2 separate regions of the Anser cygnoides genome follow, and region 1 is linked to region 2. The links are chromatin contacts, called in public Hi-C maps. All regions are on one chromosome and are shown on one strand. The core of a region is the stretch at or near the end of the contact, and the rest is flanking DNA. Distances in the headings are between cores, read along the strand shown. Region 1 holds the start of GSK3B (glycogen synthase kinase 3 beta). Region 2 holds the start of PLA1A (phospholipase A1 member A).

Region 1 (5,194 bases), core at 1,265-3,764, 240 kb after region 2:
CAACAAAACCTGCTCCTTATTCCGCACGCACATAAAGTGAATCAATAAATTAAAATGGAGTCACCCACGGCTTTTCCCCACGTAAATTAAGATCCTAAATACGCGTCAATGTTGAATCTGATCGAACATATACCCTTACGCTGCTAATGTGGGTTAACTGCACTCCTGTTTTTTGAAGTGCTGCAGGCACTCTGATCATGCAGATACAAGGTAGGTTACAGACCCCAAGCCCGACGCTCTCTTCAAGGCTTCAACCGCAGTGGAAGACATTTCAGTGCAGAGAGACCCATCAGAAAACCCGATCCGTCAAAAAGCCCACGATCACGCAGAGCTTTGGCACGAAACGCGTCGAACAATATGAAACACACATGCACACACAGAGCGGTGTCAGGTGTGGCTACACGCAAGTATTGAATGGATCAATCAAACGGCAACGCACGGCAAGCCTTCCAGGTCCCATAAAGACCCTACCCTCCATTTCCATCAGAAAACGGAAAATATTCTTTGAGAACCAGGCTGGCAGCACAAACCGGCAACAATTTAGTCGTTCATACGCACGTATTCAAATGAGGAGTCAAGAAATTGCCTATTATAACCATAGTGCTCATCTTTGGCGACTCAGAGCAGGGCCTTTTTCCATTCACACCGTGGATTTGCTGAGACGTAATTAATTCGCATGAAACAGCCGATCCCCCAGGCCGGGGGGATACGAAGGATGGGCACACATCCGACACTTTGCCAATTCCCAACGTGCCCGTGCAGCATAAAGCCTAGGCCTCGTTCCGAACAATATTCCCCCGATCAGCAAGCTGGGAAAGGCGTACCGAGCTGGAAATAACCCCTCGGTATACTCACATGCGGCGGTAAGGATGTTCTTATTCCCTGTATCGAGCGTTTTTACCGCTGCCTGAATCGCGAAAGAGGCACCTTTTGTAACCCCCTTCCCCCCCCCCCCTTTTTTTTTTTTTAAATGGGCTGGACTAGGAGGTGCTCACACCCGATCTCCGGGCGTTGGGAGAGGGGGGAAAAAAAAAAAAAAAAAAGGAAAAAAAGACCCCACATCGGGAGATCGGGAGCAGGGGGGTACCTGCGTGCCCGTCATTCATTTCGGGGGGCGGTGGGGAAGGAGAAAGGGGAGGGGGGGGATACACACACACACACACAGACACACACACACAAAACCCCGGCCCTGGGAGCCCGCTTCACAAAGGGAAGGGCTGCCAGCGGGCAGAGGGGCCGAGCCCAGGGGCAGGGCGGCTTTTTTGGGAGCCGGGCGCCCACCCCCAGGGCAGGCTGAGGGGCTTCAGGGGAGGGCCGGGGGGTGCCGGAGCCTTCCTCCCCCCCACCCCGATACTCACGGCTGACTTTCATGCTGCCGAAGGCCGAGGGCTGCTGCACCGGCTTGCAGCTCTCCGCGAAGGACGTGGTCCTGGGCCGCCCGGACATGGTCTCCCGCTGCGGCTGCGCCCCGCCGCCCTCTGCCCGGCTGCTGCTGCTGCTCCTCTTCCTCCTCCTCCTCCTCCTCCTCCTCGGCCTCTCCCGGCGCTCAGGCGGCTCGGGGCGAGCCCTGCCTCATCAACCGCGGCCCCTCGCCGGAGGGGGGGGGGGGGGGGGGGGGGAGAGGGGGGGGGGCCTTCCCCTGGCGGTGCTGCCGGCCTCGCGGCCCCGCTGTCGGTCGGTCGGTCCGTCCGTCCGTCCGTCGGTCTGTCCGTCCGTCTGTCGGTCGGTCGGTCCGCCCGCCGGCCCGCTCACAGCGCCATCCCCTCCCCGCAGCGCCCTGGCTGCCGGAGCCGCCCCCGCCCGCCGCGGGGCTGCGCTAGGCCTCGCTGCCCCCACCCTCAGCGCCAGTCACATGGGGCGGAGGCTCGGGACGGCCTCCTCCGACGGCCTCGTCTCCTCTTCCCCCTTCCCTTTTTTTTTTTTTCTCCTCTTTTCTTATTATTTTTTTTTTTTCCTCCTCTTCCTTCCCCCTCTCCTCGCCTTCCCCCCTGCCCTCTGCGGGAGGCGGCGCGGGCAGCGGGACTATTTCTCCCTCCTCCCCCCCCCCCTTCTGCGGAGGGATCCTCCGGCGGGAGGTGAGGCGGCCGCTCGCGAAGGGAATCCGGCGAAGGCGGCGGAGGGATCCGCGGCGGGCGGAGCGGTGATGCGGCCGGCGGCGGGGCCTCTCCCTCGCTGCGCTCCCCTCCCTCACAGCGGCGCTGAGGCGGCGGCGGCGGCCGGGCGGCTCCTCATTGCCCCCGCACGGGCGCCTGGCGGCGGCTCAGCCTGCGCAGGCTGCAGCGCGGGCGCCGGCCGGCGGCGGCGGGGCAGGCCATGGCGGCGGCTCCTTCCTCAGAGCGCTGGTGCTCGCTGCTGCTGCTGCTTCTCCGAGCACCCCCCCCCCCGGTCCCCGCTGCTAAAGCCGCGCAGCCGCCTATGCCCGTCGCCGCCCTACGCTGCGCAACGGCCGTAGGCGCCGTCTGTGAATAGCCAGCCGAAGGGCCCGACGCGCTCGCTGGCCCCCCCCTCACGGAAACAGCCGAGCCTCGTCGGGGCCAATCCCCAGGCCGCTACGGGGACGGCTGTGGCGGCTCGTAGCCAATCGCGGGGCCCCGACGGGCGCGGCCGAGTCCCCCCGAAGCGAGGCGAGGGCCCAATGGCAAAGCGCCGCCGCCGCCCTAGCAGCGCGGTCGGGCAGCCAATGGGAGGCGGCCGCCTCTTCCGGGAGGAGCCGAAGGGAGCCGAAGCGGCGCAGCCAATCAGAGGGCGCGCTGCCTCGGTTACACGGCCCTGGGACGGCTTCGAGCCGCAGCCCGAGGCGGAGAGCGGGCGCGGGCTGCGATTGGCTGCCGCGGCGGCGCGCTGCGATTGGCTCAGGGGGATGAGGCGGCCCGAAGACGCCAGCCAGCTGTCTGCCTCCGACCAATCCCCGGGCCGCACCGGCGGGCAGCGCCCGCTCCCATTGGGCGGTGGGGGACGGAGGGCGGGGCCTGTGGGCCACGCTTCGCCGCGGTGGGGCCTCGCGCGCCGCCTCGCTCACCTTTATGACCTCACCGGCTGCGCAGGGCGGGGCCGGCAGGGAGCGCGCATGCGCAGTGCGGCGGGGCGGGCCCGGTGCCGCCCTGGGGCCGGGGCCGTGGCCCTGGGGTGGGGGGTTGGCCGGGGCCGGGAGCCCCCGGGAGCCGGCATGGCCGCCACGGCTCCCCCCGGAGCGGTCCCCAAACGGCCCCGGGGCTGTTAAGGCCCGTTTGAAGAAACCCCCCCCGGTCTGTCGTCTCAGGGCGGGGCAGCCCCCGGTGGAGCCGTTACAACCGTTGCAACCGTTAAAACCGTTACCTGGCCCGTTACAGCCGTTACAACCGTTCAAACCGTTACCCGGCCTGTTACAGCCGTTACAACCGTTAAAACCGTTACCCAGCTGGTTACAGCCGTTAAAACCGTTACCTGGTCCGTTACAACCGTTAAAACTGTTACCCGGCTGGCCGTTACAGCCCGGCTGGTTACAAAAACCGTTACTTGGCCCATTACAACAGTTAAAACTGTTACCTGGCCGGTTACAGCTGTTAGAACTGTTAAAACCGTTGCAACCGTTAGGGCCCGGTACCCCTTTTTGCCCCTGGCCTGTTCCGTGGGGTCCCCCCCTCAGTGACCTTGTGGCCGTCAGGGGCCGCTTCCCTAGGGGTGTGCAGGCCTGCACCCCGTGGAAGCACAAAGGTTTAATAATTCCTGTTAAAAATGCAAGGTTCCGTTCCTGTTAATGTAAAATAAAAGGGTTTAAACGGATCGCTGCTGTCGCACAAAGTGGTGTGGCTGTGGAAATGAAATAGCGATGTGGCGAGGTGGCTTTTTAAAAAGCACGGCTGTGTAGTGCCGGCGATCACCGTGAGGAGCAGAGGGGACGGGGACAGGGTGATAAACCTACTGCAGAAACCAGCCTGAGTGAAGGGGGAACAGACAAAGGCTCACAAAGTTCTCTCAGTTCAGCTCTCGCTAGCAAACTATAGGAAACACAGCTTATATTAGAGCCACTAAAACGGCCTTCGTATCCAGGTCTTGGTGCCACCATGAGTGGATTTTGCTTGGCCCTGGCCAGCGTCCAGACCGTTCTTGTGACTTCTGGAAGAGCCTGTACTTCTCCAGGGTTCTTAAATATCCGTGGGGACAACTCATCTGGCAGAGCAGGAGCTGGAGAACTGCTCCCTGCCGTGACCTCGGTAACATTACTCAGCAGCCCTCTGCAAAAGTTGAGTACTGCTTGCTTATACCATTTAAAGAAAAAAAAAATGTTCTCGCCAGAGTAGTTTATACCACAAACAAAGTAACTTGGACTAGCAGCAGCACTTTTTGCCAGCGCTAGAGTCTAAGAGCTGCTGCTTTCTTTTCAAGGCATCAAAATATTGCCTGTTTATCCTTTTTTTCTTCTTGTGTCCCATTCCAAGCAACACTGCTATGTGAGCAATGAAAGATCTGGCCAAAGGCAGCTAAGATTTACCCTGTACAACAGCTTTGTTCCAAAGCAGAAAACCAACTCAGTCTCTCAAAACGGTCCTGTTCGGCACTGCACTCGCCCCAGGGCGCTTGATCTTCTGGAAACCTTTTCCCTGCCTGATAAATGATGAATGATTTTACCTACTACAAAGGACTTCGCATTGTTTAAGGTCTGACTCATTGTGCAGCCTGTGCAGCTGGGAAACTGGAAGCTGAGTGCTGCACCCTAGCAGGGGCTGAACAGCCTGAAGTGACAGTAACCACGCCGCACTCGTCATGTTGGATTTGCTCTGATTCACCGCTTTATCAAACGTCCCTGAGATACAATCTCAATAAACTGCCAACCACCAGAAGGACATTTTTGCCTCTTTTGCTAAAACAACTTTCCTCTACCTGAAATGCATCACCAGACATTCCAGTCGTCTTGTAGAGTTGCACTTGAAATTGGATTCATTTTTTTTTTTGGCCTTGAGCACTTGATGCCAGCACAAATCAAATTTTCGTATTTTCTGATGAAGTTTTTTTCTAAAAGCTGCATAAACGGTGGCACCAACTTAAGAGAGATGGTTGAGCATTGTGACTTGACAAAGTGGATGGCCTGGCATGGGTAGGGGGAACTCTTTGTGACAGCAGTAAATACAAATCACACCAATGCATAATTTATCCTGATGGTATCCACTTGAAAAATGTCCTTTATGATGAGTCTGCAAGTTGATAATACCAATGG
Region 2 (4,810 bases), core at 153-2,652:
AATACTCAAAACAATGTAGATGCTGTTTCACGTAAAGAACAACTCTGCCACCTCACCTTGCTGGCCTGTCTTTCCTGAGCAGGACATACCCATCCATGACCACATTCCAGTCATGTGAGCTGTCCCACCATGTCTCTGTAATTGCCACTAGATCATAGTCTCCTGACTGAACACGAATTTCTAACTCCTCCTGCTTATTCCCCATGCTACGTGCATTGGTGTACAGGCACTTCATTGGTTTGTTATCGCAAAGTTTTTAGTTTTTGCAGAGCAGTGCTTACACAGAGCAAAGGACTTTTCTACTTCTCATGCTGCCTTGCCAGCGAGGAGGCTGGGGTGCCTAAGAAGCTGGGAGGGGACGCAGCCAGGACAGCCAACCCAGACTGACCAAAGAGATATTCCATACCATACGTCATCATGCTCAACAATAAAAGCTGGGGTAAAGAAGGAGGAACTGGGGGGGGGGGAAGCACTGAGTGTTGATGTTTGTCTTCCCAAGAAACCATTACACATGATGAGCCCTGCTTTCCTGGAAGTGGCTGACCACCTGCCTGCCCATGGGAAGCACTGAATGAATTCCTTGTTTTACTTTGCTTCCATGAATGGCTTTTCCTTTACCTAATAAAATGTCTTTATCTTAGTCCATAAATTCTTACGTTTTTACCTCTCTGATTCTGTCCCCCATCCCACCTGGGGTGAGTGAGTGAGCAGCTGTGTAGTGCTCAGCTGCCTGCTGGGGTTTAACTTCAACATCCAGGAGCTTTAGGCCCTTCTGTCCGCTGTCCCCATGCAGGGCTGCACCAGCTCTGATGCCTGTTCCCTCTGTTGCTTCCTCTGTGCTGGAGGAGAGGCTGGGGCAGCCGCCAGGCCCGCCCCAAGGCCAGCCACCCCGTATTAATTGCTCACCATGGCATAATACATTATGGAATATCTCTTTGGCCAGCTGGGGTCAGCTGTCCTGGTTCCGTCCCCTCCCGGCTCCTGCTGCACCCCCAGCCTTCTCACTAGCAGGGTGGTGTGAGAAGCTGAAAAGTCTGTGGCTTAGTGTAAGCACTGCTCTGCAGCAATTAAACCATCAGTGTGTTATCAACATTATTCTCATCCTCAATCCAAAACACAGCACCAGACCAGCTCCTAGGAGGAAAATCAACTCTATCCTACCCAAAACCAGGACAACTGGAAAGAGACATCAATGCAATAGGAAAATATTCAGATGCAAGGCTCTGCTACAAGCCTTCCTGGCACTGGCATATTCTGAAGCCTTGTGACTAATCGGTGTCCCCACTGAGAGCCTAGGAGACAGGGCTAGGTGACAAGCATAAAGCTCTGTCTGTCGGTTGCTGCAACTAGTTTCACTAGCCGATTTCTGAGGCAATAATTTTGCCTTCAGGAAAGGGAAGTAGGAAGGAAAGGGGTGTCAGCGTCTTTTTAAACCAAAATATCAGTGAAGCCCTCTGCTGACACAGACTTTGTCTAATGGTCAAACAAGAGCAGAGGTGATTGCACCTACCCCTTTTTTCCCAAAAGAAACAGCCTAGTTGATCATTGACAGACGCAAGCTGATTGACCAGCCCACCACGTCTCTTTTTCTGTGTACAACCCTTGTACCTGTAGTGGACTAACATGAAGATGGTTGAGGATCTGAAGAGAAAACCCCTCTTCGTTCTTGCTGTCATCTTGCTGCTTAGTTCAGCACAAGCAGGTAAGAAAGACATGAGTGCTTAGCAAGGGATTTAAGGCTTTACATAGAAGGGCCTGATTTCAATTCTACCTAAAAAAAACAGTGTTTCAAGAGGTCCTTCCTATAATCTAGTTAGATACCACAAGAATGGGTCCTTTCTTTTCCCATGCTTTGATTGAAGCTATCTCACTGATTTCACTCCACTAACTTAATTTAAAAGAATGATCCACAATTACTCTGAAACGTAAGGAGGTGCAAAACAGACCACTTGACCTCTGGACATGGCACCTCCTTCTTTGCAAGCTGAGCAAGCGGAATATGCAGTAGCTGAAACAAAATAAACAGACGCCGCATGTCCATTTCTCTGTTTAGTTGTGATTCTCTTTACTCACAATTCCCCCTCGTCTGACGCCATTCTGGACACGCACCACACTTTCACTGAGTGCACCCTTTCTAGAGAAGCTGGCTCATGAGCAGCAGTATTTCTAAACTGATTTCAGAGAACAACTCTTTCTCTTTTCCCTTCAGTCCCCAGGAACACCGAAACAGACAGCAGTAGGGGACAGACACATCCCACAGGGGGGAATTTTGAGTGTTGAATTTCGTTTCTTTGCACTGAGCCTTAGGCCATGTTCCACCTAGCTGCTGTAGAATATCTTCTGTGGGAACAGGCAGTGGTTAGGAAGCTGATTGTTTGGGTTTTTATTTATTTATTTATTTATTTATTTATTACGTACAAATTCAAGGCTGTTCCACTTCCTCCAGTCCAGAAAAGGGAAGGGGCATGCGTTGTCATTTCAGCACAAAGCAACTATGCCAGTTCATAGAGTAAACATTTTTAGATCAGAAGAGATCATTTAATCAATTGTTTGCCTTCCTGCTCATCATGGTTTAATAAGTTTCATCCCGTTAGCCCTTCAGTCATTCCAATATCTTGCATTCTACAACCTCTACAGAATAGCAGCCGGTCCTCTGAAATGCCAAATGATAGGCAGTCCAGCTCTTCTGTGGGTAACTTGTGCTGCTGCCTAGCCATACATACTGCTCTGCATCTCCTTGCTTCATTTATAGTCAAAATTTGCCCAATTTTGTACTATCTACTGGTTTGAGGTGTTGTTATTTTGTCTTGTGGTTTTTTTTTTTTCTGTCCAGATGAAAGTGCTGTCCAGCAGCTGCCTTTTCCTTCCCATAAAACATTTTCATCCTGTTAATTGATTGTCATTGACAGGTTTTGTCATCAGCATTCTCATATTTATTTCTGTCTTTTTGATACAAATGCCAGTTAGACTCATACCTTCTACCCAAGAAAAATCGGAAGAGAACTACCCATTCAGTGGGGGATTGGCAACCATTTTTATTATTATTATTATTATTTAAGATCTAATAGCCAGCTCACAAATGTACTTAGCTGCTGGTGGACACAGCTGATATGGAAAAAATATATAAATAATCTGTTGTTCATGTCTCAGTAAAACAATTCTCGGAAGTGAAAGTTATCATGACACCCACAGTTATTTTCCTGAGTCAATGCTCAAATTCCATCAAAGGGCAGAAAAAGATTCATGAGATCAGACATGTTTTCCAGACTGATTTTAATTTATGTTCTATCCTTTCACTCTTTATTAATAGAGACCAAATTGCTACCTTTATTTTCCTAGTGAATCAGAATAAGCTTTTTCTTCCATCACACAGACACAGGCCGAATAATGCTTCTCACCCCCTCCCATTGCAGGGAACGCAAACAGAACCTCATGGCATCAGTGTGCTGACTTCCAGACAGCAAATTTCCTACATGGCAGTAAACTTAATGTCCAGTTTCTTCTCTTCACCTCCTCGAACCCCAGCTGTGGGGAGTTGATTTTAGCTGATGATGATATTGAGGACACCAGCTTCAACAGCAGCCTGGAAACCAAGATCATAATCCATGGCTTCAGGTGAGAGAAAGGAGAGCATTGTGGCTAAGTTTATACTCATAAATTAAGTACCCAGTGGGCATTTCCAAGCACGGCATGGGGCTGGCAGAGAACCCCCCTGCCCATGTGATAATCTTAGTCTCCCCAACAGTGACTGCATGTGAAACACAAGTTAAGAGCAGAGCCTGGAGTGCCCAGCAGCAAACCATACCTGAGAATTACCTGGGAGACTGTTGGTGGGACAGGGCCAAGGGCATGGAAAATCCTGCCGACAATCCTCTTTCCAATGCAAACTTAAGTCCTTTAGTTTGTGATCAGCTGCCTATTTTTTGTGTGTGTTTCCCTTTTTTTTGGAGCCAGAAGAAGTTAGGAAATTATTTTCTTTCTCTTTTTCCTTCCTTCCTTCCTTCCTTCGTCCCTCCCTCCCTCCCTTCCTCCCTTCCTTTTATTTTGTTCTTTCATTGTTTTTCCCCCCTTCCCTTCCCTTCCCTTCCCTTCCCTTCCCTTCCCTTCCCTTCCCTTCCCTTCCCTTCCCTTCCCTTCCCTTCCCTTCCCTTCCCTTCCCTTCCCTTCCCTTCCCTTCCCTTCCCTTCCCTTCCCTTCCCTTCCCTTCCCTTCCCTTCCCTTCCCTTCCCTTCCCTTCCCTTCCCTTCCCTTCCCTTCCCTTCCCTTCCCTTCCCTTCCCTTCCCTTCCCTTCCCTTCCCTTCCCTTCCCTTCCCTTCCCTTCCCTTCCCTTCCCTTCCCTTCCCTTCCCTTCCCTTCCCTTCCCTTCCCTTCCCTTCCCTTCCCTTCCCTTCCCTTCCCTTCCCTTCCCTTCCCTTCCCTTCCCTTCCCTTCCCTTCCTTCTTTCAACATTTCTTTTTAAGAAGAAGATCCTTTTAAGAAGAAGATTCTTTAAGATCCTTTTCCATTTAAATTGTCTCCTTGCAGCTCATGTCCCAGTTCTTCAACTCCCTGGATTACTCAGGCATTTAAGAGCCCTGCCAGGCACACAGTACTTCTAATGTTGAAAATGTAGGGATGTAAACCAGCGTTTTTTGATCTGTCACTGTACTGCCAGTTTATTTTACTGTGCCATTTTTCAGCCCACTGTGACCATATAGTGTTTTTTGGTTTGATGTGCAAAAGCCTGAAGGGAAAGTGCATAGATATCCAGGATGAGACCACATAAGGAATTGCAGGGTCTTTTCAGAAAACCAACTGTTGCCCTCATAT

What was found. Hi-C and Micro-C count contacts between places; a contact is called where the count stands out from the background.
Region 1: a contact with region 2 is called in a Hi-C map of liver, with 6 times the contacts expected there. The contact joins the promoter of GSK3B here to the promoter of PLA1A in region 2. A contact is called at or near these places in 2 of 7 Hi-C or Micro-C datasets (both in liver).

The regions. Positions count from the first base shown.
Region 1 is chr1:99,864,907-99,870,100 of Taihu_goose_T2T_genome, forward strand. It overlaps GSK3B (glycogen synthase kinase 3 beta), which reads right to left and starts at 2,515. Exons shown (of 12, transcript XM_067004041.1): 1 at 1,359-2,515. The coding sequence starts at 1,446.
Region 2 is chr1:99,623,007-99,627,816 of Taihu_goose_T2T_genome, forward strand. PLA1A (phospholipase A1 member A) reads left to right here and starts at 1,403. Exons shown (of 11, transcript XM_013183357.3): 1 at 1,403-1,702; 2 at 3,414-3,615. The coding sequence starts at 1,624.